Regions from separate parts of the Mus musculus genome. Here regions 1 and 2 are each linked to region 3. The links are chromatin contacts, called in public Hi-C and promoter capture Hi-C maps. All regions are on one chromosome and are shown on one strand. The core of a region is the stretch at or near the end of the contact, and the rest is flanking DNA. Distances in the headings are between cores, read along the strand shown.

Region 1 (2,700 bases), core at 42-2,541, 550 kb before region 3:
CCGGCCTTTCCTGACCACACAGGGAGAGAGACAGATAGAGAGTTCTAGACTAACTTGAGATGCATTGAAACCTTGTCTATAAGCAAACTAATACTTACATTGATTACTAAAAATGTGTATTATTTATGCGTATGGATGGATGCAATGCATGTCTGTGTCTTCAGTTTATGTATATCACATGTGTGCAGGAGCCTGAAGAGTCCAGAAGAGGTCATCCATCAGACTGTGAGCCTTTCTGTGAGTGCTGGTCCTCAGCAAGAGCAGTGAGCTCTCTAAGCCTTTATAATGGTTAAAGTCAGGTAATAAAAACGTGTATCTCTCCGTTCTTAACCTCACCGCTAATTGCTTTTAAAAGCCATAGTATTTGTTACTGTGATTTTTCTTTAGCTTTTATCATAAAAGACAACTATTTAATGTTGAAGACTAGCTTTCAATATTTATGATTCAGTTTTTATAATACTTTTTTTTTTTCCTGAATGGTGTGCTTTTCTAGTTGTTTGGGAATTATTTTAACTCTTCTCTAAGTATATTAGTCCTTGGCTGGAAAACAATAAATAGAAATATTTGCTATTATTTTATTGTAGGTTGGGCCCATGAGGCCATATGCTGATAAATATTCCTCAGTGTGTAGCACCACATTTCTCGTTTTGTTTTGCTTGTTTTCTCTCTCACCTTTCCTGGCTGGGAACTCACTATGTAGACCAGGCTTTTCTCAAACTCACTGAGATCCTCCCTCCTCCTTCCTCCCTCCTGCCCCCACCCCCACCCCACCCCCAAAACAAAACAAAACAAAAGCCTATCACAGGACTCATGTGATACTTGTTAGGTCTACAGTAAATGATAACAGAGAGAGGTCGGCTTCTACCATCTGCCCATTTGTTCCGTGTCTCCTATAATTGGCATGTCAGGAAAATCTCATGATAAGGGCCTGCCCTGGCCTGGAGAGACTATAAAGGGGGCCTTGGGCAGTCATTTCCTTCCAGGACTTAGGACACGATTTGCATTGCAATCCTTTAGATACACACACCCAGTCTGTGATGGCTTTCATGTTTTTTTCATAGTGGTCAGCTTACTCTGAAGATTGGAGGGAATGATCAGTGTTTGGTTTTGTTGTTAGGATTAATGAAATGGCGTAAACACAAGAAGTTAGCCTGAGTCTTCCTTTGTATGGAACTGAATTTCCTGTGATTTAAATATTTGTCTTTTCTGGTCAGTTAAAGATTAAACTCCCAGAATGGGTGTTGAACATTTGTCTTCATGAGAGCCTCACCTCTCGGCTTCTCTAAAGGCGTGTTTTAGCCAAGCAGTCCTCCTACCCCGGCTTTGGACTTTGTTTTAATCAGTGTATCCTGGCATGCTTCAGTACGTGGTTTGAATTAGGCTAGTCAGACATTTCCTGTAGGGAAGTAATTGTTCTTTATGCAGGGAATTACTCACTCAGTGATCCTCCCTGTGATGTTGAACCTTGTAAATAGTACTCATTTAATTTTTTTGAAAAGTTTAATAAGTATTTTTCCTGAGAAAGATGGTGATTTTATTTTAAAAGAGTTTAGTTTGTTAGACACATAGTACTAGAAAAACCTCAAATCAGGATAACAACAAAAAGGCAAAAGCAGTGTTTCAAGTTTGTATATGTTACTTTAATTTCACAAATAACTAGTTTAATATTTTCAGTTCTTGGTATAATGATCCTGGTTTTGTATTATCTTATTCTTCAGTAAACTTTGCTGGACCCCCACTGAGACACCCAAGGGCTTTTCTAAACCTCCCATCCAGCATCATGATCTGTGCCCTGAGTGTGTCCCCAGCCTCTCCTCTGTGCTGCCTCTTGTCTGTCATTATACATTGACCGAGCGAGAGCGAGTTGTCAGAGTGAATAAGCAGGGCAGTTAGGAGTCTACCTAGAGGCCTCACTTAGGACTTTGTTTGCTCTCCTTGGGGGCGATGCTCACTTTTGGAATCTGTGCTTCCTGCCTGACCTTTGGTTCCATTTACTTCTCCCTTCTTGTAAGTAGATAAGGTGATGACGCCCTAAGTTGTGTTTCTTCCCTAGAATATGTTTTAGTCATGTTGATACTTTTTAGGATTTCCTCAAGGTAATACTTTTAAATACTTAGTAAGAAGTTATTGCTTGTTTAATTTATGTGAAATATGTTTGGGGCTCATTACTATAAAACATAAAGAAAAGTTAATTGTGCCTCGCCTTAATGTTGTACTTACATAGTTATAATTTGATACCATTTCTAATTATGTTCTGAGAGGATGGACCTGAGCTTGATGATGCATGTCTTTAAGCCCAGCTCTTAGGAGACAAAGGCAAGGTGACTGTTTTACATCCTGTTGAATCTAACCAGGGCTACACAGAAAGACCGTGTTTCAAAAACAAGAGAGAAAATCTGTTGTCTTGATTGCAGTAATGTTTACCTAACTTTATATTTAATCATAAGCTTATTTACTGAAGGCAAAATTAAATATTAAAATGATGACATCAAAGTACATAAACTTTAACTCCTTTTTGTGGCAGGTGTGTTCATGGTTTTCTGTGGGCATACTTATTACCAGTGTGCTTGATTTAATGCTTTATATTTCTGCTCTTCAACACCTTTACCTAGCAAGGAGCACGTGTGAGAAAGTCACGATATGATAAGTGAATGCACAGCACAGGTCACCAGGAAGGCTCTTTGAGAATTAGGATGCTTT
Region 2 (2,700 bases), core at 48-2,547, 570 kb before region 3:
CTATTATTTTATTCTTAAAGGACTTTAAATAATTATGCACCTCACTGTTGACTGCTGACCACTGCCAAAAGAACTTTGTCTGACCAAGGCTGAGTGTAGCCTAGCTATTGGTAGTGAGAACTGGGCACACTTGGAGAAGTTTGGTGAGATTCTTTCTTGACAACAAAACATTCTCTGATAATCTTCCTTTTGTATAGTGATTAATTTTGGGTACTGTTTCTGTGTCTGTTTCCTTTATAAATCTTGGTGATTACTGAAGAGATAGGTGGGAGGAACTGTCCTTAGAAGGCACACACTTTTTTTTTTTTTAAAGATTTATTTATTTATTATATGTAAGTACACTGTAGCTGTCTTCAGACACACCAGAAGAGGGAGTCAGATCTCATTATGGATGGTTGTGAGCCACCATGTGGTTGCTGGGATTTGAACTCTGGACCTTCGGAAGAGCAGTCGGGTGCTCTCACCCACTGAGCCATCTCACCAGCCCGGCACACACTTTTTTTGTAGTTCAGTTTGTATTCTACTATTATTTAAAATGTTTGCTGTTTTCTTCTCTGTCATCTTTTTCTTTTTCCTTTTTCTTTCCATGCTACTGTTGTTTTTCATAATCATTTTTACTAACAATCCTCATCAAGAGCCAAAAGATTTTAAGTAGCATTGACTTAATTATATTATACTTGTACTAGAGAATGAAAACATGTATATGCATATATTAATCAGAAGCATTTAAATTCATTTTTGAGAAATACTGATTAAATTATTAGTTTCCTTTTTGGGAAAATGTCTGGATAGTGGAGGAACCTTGTTGAAAATTGGTATGACATCTTTCTTAGTGTATTTTCTGTCTGCTCTGTAAAGCTTTTGGCAGTTACAGAAGATCCAGAGAATCTAGCCCTCTTGGGGAATTCCCCGCGGTCCTGACTTTGAAGCGTTGTGGTTGCTACAGTTACAGTGATCTGTGCTGCAGGGGACATGTGCACCGAGCTCTGTTTCCAACAGGAGGCCTGCCATATGCCGCACCTCTCCTTTTCTCAGCAGCTTGTAAAAGGCATGCTTGGATGTTTACTGTCTACTATGTGAGCTGTCATGCTAGAGAAAGCAGCATCCCAAGATGCTGTGCCTAAATAACACTGTTTGCTTTTAGCATCTTAAGGCATTGCTACTAAGTGTGATCCCATCAATAGATGAAACTGTATCTTTGTTTTAATTCTGGTTTTAAAGGCACTGTTATGTCTTTCATGTTAGTCAGTGGCAAGAATATGCTTTTATCTAGTAAGTAGAAAAAAGGATGGCAGAGCAGAAGGGTGTGGGAGGGACGATATGGAACTGCCAGGCAGAACTGGGCAGCATGACGGGGCATCACTCCCATGTGCTTATGGCCACTGAGTCCCTAAGGAATGAGTGTTTTCCTATTCTGATTCCCGATGGAAAACTGAGTTTCCCCTCCTCATCTTCCCCTTCTCAGCTTTTGGGAGGAGACCTTCTTATTGAAGGTGTAAAACAGTAGGACATGTCAGTGTTTAACTGGAGTGTTTAGCAGCTCTGAAGGGAGCAGAGTAGGTTTTCATGGACACTTAAAATAAAACACAACAAAAACCAAAACACTCAGGCAGGAGGCTCACTCCTGTACTCTCAGTTGAGCAGGAGGGTCATGAGATTGATGTCAGCCTGGACTGCAGAGTGAGACCAACCATGTCCTTGTAAACAAACAAGGAATTTAATTTTTCAGTGTTATTCTGGAAAAAAATAAGTTTTGTACTTCCCCTGATAAGAGCTAGTAGCGATTCTAGAACTACTATCCATATTACAGAGAGCTGAAACTCACGCTAAACTAAGAATTAGCAGCTTTAGTTGTTCTTTGTAGAAGTTAATAGCTGTCTGTAAGAATGTTAGAAACTTAACTCCTTTTTTGTTAAAAAAGATTAATTTATTATTATGTGAGTACACTCGCTGTAGCTGTCTTCAGAAGACACCACCAGAAGAGGGCGTCAGATCTCATTACGGATGGTTGTGAGCCGCCATGTGGTTGCTGGGATTTGACCTCAGAACCTTCGGAAGAGCAGCCAGTGCTCTTAACGGCTAAGCCAGCTCTCCAGCTCTGAAACTTAACTCTTTATTCCCAATTATTAGGTTCTTTTTGGAACTGTCTGTGGCATTTGCTAGAAGCAGACTCAGTGAAAGAGTGTTGAGAGACTGAGGAAGAGTACTGCTGCCCCGAGTGGTGACCGGGCGCTGAGGCAGAGACCGTGGTGGGCGGGGGCCGTGGAGTGGAGATAACTTCTTGAAAGGAAGGGCATAAAGATCTGAATTTAGTTAGCTCCATTCCACAGTTCAAGCCTTCGACTCTGGCCTGAGTGGTCAAGAAGGTGCTGAAAGAGCTTGGGTATATTCCCGCTTGGCTCTTCTAAAATGACTCGGTTTTAGACACTCAGTAGCTGTGCTGATCAGAGACAACAGCTTGCATATGCATGCTGTACCGTGCTGGGCCTTGCCTTCATCTTCTTCAACAGCATCCGTGTAGCAAATCACTATTGACTACGTTTGTCTTCGTTCTCTAAGTATAGCCTTCTCTTAACATCTTCATTCAGCTTCTGTTTTTTGTCATCCTGTAATCTGTTTTTCATGGCAGGATAGGTGAGCTTTTCAGAAATGTAGATCACACCATTCTCTTATAAGACCTTTGTTTCTCATCCCATTGGG
Region 3 (2,700 bases), core at 143-2,642:
CAAGCAGCTTAGATTAAAACTGGTTCACATGGCAGAGTTTCAGCACTCTAATCCCGGGATGAAAACAGGGTGGCTGGGGTGGGTAGTCTGTGGCTAAGAGCACTGGATCAAGGTTTAGTTCCCAGCACCCACAGGGCTGCTCCCAATTGTCTGCATCTCCAGGTCCAGGGGATACAGCGCCCTCTTCTGGCCTCTGCACATACATATATGCAAGCAGAATGCTGATACATCAAAATTAAATCCTTGCATGCCTTTAATCCCAGCACTCGGGAGGCAGAGGCAGGTGGAGTTCTGAGTTCGAGGCCAGCCTGGTCTACAAAGTGAGTTCCAGGACAGCCAGGGCTATACAGAGAAATCCTGTCTCGAAAAACAAACAAACAAACAAACAAACACCAACCAACCAAAATCTAAATCCTTTAAAAAAAATAATAAATGTGGGATTGCCAATGTGTGCTAGTATTCTTTGCATTTTCCCTTACTGTGCTTTCTTAGGACCAATCTCTAACGAAGACAGGTCACATAACGGGCCCTGCATATCAGTCACACTGTGGAGAGGCTGGTTTTCTTAAAATACTCTGAAGGAGGGAGGGAGGGAAGGAAAAGAATAAGAGAAATAAGAGAAAGAGAGAAGGGGAGGGGAGGGGGAGCGAGTCGAGCGCACACCTTTAGTCTCAGCGCTTGGGAGGAAGAGACAGAGACAGGAGTATCTATCTGTGAGTTCGAGGCCAGCCTGGTCTACAGCGTGAGTTCCATGATAGCCAGGGTTACAGAGAAACCCTGTCTCAAAAAACCCAAACCAAAACAAAAAAGCAAAGCAAAACAAAAAACCCCAAATCCACAATTTCACTGGTAAAAAACCAACTTGTAAATTTCGAAGGTTTTGTTCTTGTTGTTGATGTTCCAATAAACTGCTAAAATGTCAGGACCGGGTTGGGGGAGTCCAAAGGTGCTAAATCTCTGACCACACTGCTAATGATTAATAAAGATGGACTATCTCTTTAGGAGGTCAGCCCTGCTGCGGCCGGGAACAGCTAGCCGCCACTCGGAGGCACTTTCCGCGTGCTTTCCCTGCACGCTCCCCACGCATCACAACTTTGGTCAAGCCTTCCAGTAACTGCGCTCGCTCCAACCCGGAGGATGCTGTGCAGAGCCTGGCCCGGCATGCACTGCGGCCGCTGCCCCCAGCCCGCCCAGCCGGGACCCTCCGGGGCAGCGGGCGGATCACAGCCCGGCCTCTAGCCCCAGGGCGCTGACCTGCAGCCGCGCCTCCTCCACCCACGCGAAGCCACCGCTAGTCCGCAGGAACCTCGCACCCGACGTGTACCCAGCACGCATGCGCGCCACCCGCACTGAGGCTGCGCACAACCCCTCGCTTCCGCCTCGGCCTGCGTCATGTCCGGCTGAGCCCAGGCCCCGGGGTGGGGGTGGGGGGAGGAGCGAATAGAGGCTACTGCGGCTGCGCAGCGCTTGTACCATCTCGCCCCCAGACAACGGTACCGCCCACCCTGCGGGCGCCTGCGCAATTGCCCCTCTCTGCCTCTTCGACGTTTAAGTTGATAGTGGTTCCGAGTTTGAGGCCTGGCTGGGCTACAGCCTGAACCCCACACTTGTAATCCTAGCACATGCGAATTCACAGGCTGAAGTTCAGTCATTTTTGGAAGCCGTCTTACATTACGGTTTTTGTGGACCGTTTGCCTTTCTTGCCCCTTACTGTGACATCCCCTCTATTTGCCCCTGGCCTGCTAGTCTTCGTTCCACGTCATCCCAGGCCTGTCCCTCCCAGCTAGGCCTGGTCACCCTGTCCCCTGGGTCACAGGACGGTGTCAAGCTTTAAGAGCTCTTGCTGGTTTTGCAAAGGACCCAGGTTCGGTTCCCAGCATCCATTTGGGGAGACTCACCACTGCCTAACTCCGGATCCTGAGGATCTAATGCCATCTTCTGACCTCCACGGGCACTGCACTCATATGCACACAAATAATAAAATGTCCTACTGCACCCTCGGGTTGGAGCAATGCTATCATCTACGATAAGATAAATTATTTAATTATCTCATTTTATTTCAGCTTTTTACACTTCTGGGTTGACAGTTACTGTGTGTGCATCTCAACCTGTGCCAAAGGGTGCACGTGGAAACTCACAGAAGACCACTCGCCTTAGTGTGTTCTTTCTTTACTACAAGGTCTCGGATGGAACTCAAATCCTCCGGTGTGTGGCAAGCACCCTTACCTGTCGAGCCCTCCCACCGGCTCTCTCCTGAGTTTTTAATAGTTATCTTTCAGCTTACAGGAGGGAGACCCACCCTCACCTGGTCCTATCTGTACCCACCTCAGAGAAAGCCAGCTCGTTTGGCAAGTCTCAGTACTTTTTATACAAACCCCCGACAGGATATAAACTTGCTTTCCTTCCTATATGGAGATTGAATACCTCACATACATTGGCTGACCTCCATCATAGGTTCATATTGGAAATCTTATAAACTGGAAATTCTTTTTTTTTTTTTTTTTTTTTTTTTGGTTTTTCGAGACAGGGTTTCTCTGTGTAGCCCTGGCTGTCCTGGAACTCACTTTGTAGACCAGGCTGGCCTCGAACTCAGAAATCCGCCTGCCTCTGCCTCCCGAATGCTGGGATTAAAGGCGTGTGCCACCACGCCCAGCTTCAAACTGGAAATTCTTACAGTAGGAGTAGTTTAATTCTTAAAAA

What was found. Promoter capture Hi-C pulls out the DNA fragments that hold promoters and counts their contacts. Hi-C and Micro-C count contacts between places; a contact is called where the count stands out from the background.
Region 1: a promoter capture Hi-C map of the HPC-7 cell line shows a contact between it and region 3, with 3 times the contacts expected there. The contact joins the enhancer-like site here to the promoter of Park7 in region 3. A contact is called at or near these places in 7 of 39 promoter capture datasets (the HPC-7 cell line, cranial neural crest, embryonic stem cells and 4 more), 2 of 484 Hi-C or Micro-C datasets (cortical neurons and myocytes) and 3 of 115 datasets of contacts at active chromatin or transcription factors (astrocytes, bone marrow-derived macrophages and pancreatic cancer cells).
Region 2: a contact with region 3 is called in a Hi-C map of cortical neurons, with 4 times the contacts expected there. The contact joins the enhancer-like site here to the promoter of Park7 in region 3. A contact is called at or near these places in 4 of 39 promoter capture datasets (embryonic stem cells, hippocampal neurons, liver and 1 more), 6 of 484 Hi-C or Micro-C datasets (the G1E-ER4 cell line, bone marrow-derived macrophages, cortical neurons and 2 more), 5 of 115 datasets of contacts at active chromatin or transcription factors (the SCID.adh cell line, astrocytes, bone marrow-derived macrophages and 2 more) and 3 of 9 other capture datasets (adipose tissue, embryonic stem cells and macrophages).

The regions. Positions count from the first base shown.
Region 1 is chr4:150,361,175-150,363,874 of GRCm38.p6, forward strand. All of the region lies in intron 1 of Rere (arginine glutamic acid dipeptide (RE) repeats), which reads left to right. Among named protein-coding and RNA genes, the nearest start is that of Rere, 81 kb to the left of the region's middle. Within about 2 kb of position 1,292, at least 65 of the 459 cell types and tissues checked have an H3K27ac peak or open chromatin away from gene starts, as enhancers often do. A contact at or near this core is called in the HPC-7 cell line, bone marrow-derived macrophages, embryonic stem cells and 2 more, where this site is marked.
Region 2 is chr4:150,338,129-150,340,828 of GRCm38.p6, forward strand. All of the region lies in intron 1 of Rere (arginine glutamic acid dipeptide (RE) repeats), which reads left to right. Among named protein-coding and RNA genes, the nearest start is that of Rere, 58 kb to the left of the region's middle. Within about 2 kb of position 1,298, at least 56 of the 459 cell types and tissues checked have an H3K27ac peak or open chromatin away from gene starts, as enhancers often do. A contact at or near this core is called in the SCID.adh cell line, cortical neurons, embryonic stem cells and 2 more, where this site is marked.
Region 3 is chr4:150,908,529-150,911,228 of GRCm38.p6, forward strand. Park7 (Parkinson disease (autosomal recessive, early onset) 7) reads right to left here and starts at 1,393. Exons shown (of 7, transcript NM_020569.3): 1 at 1,255-1,393.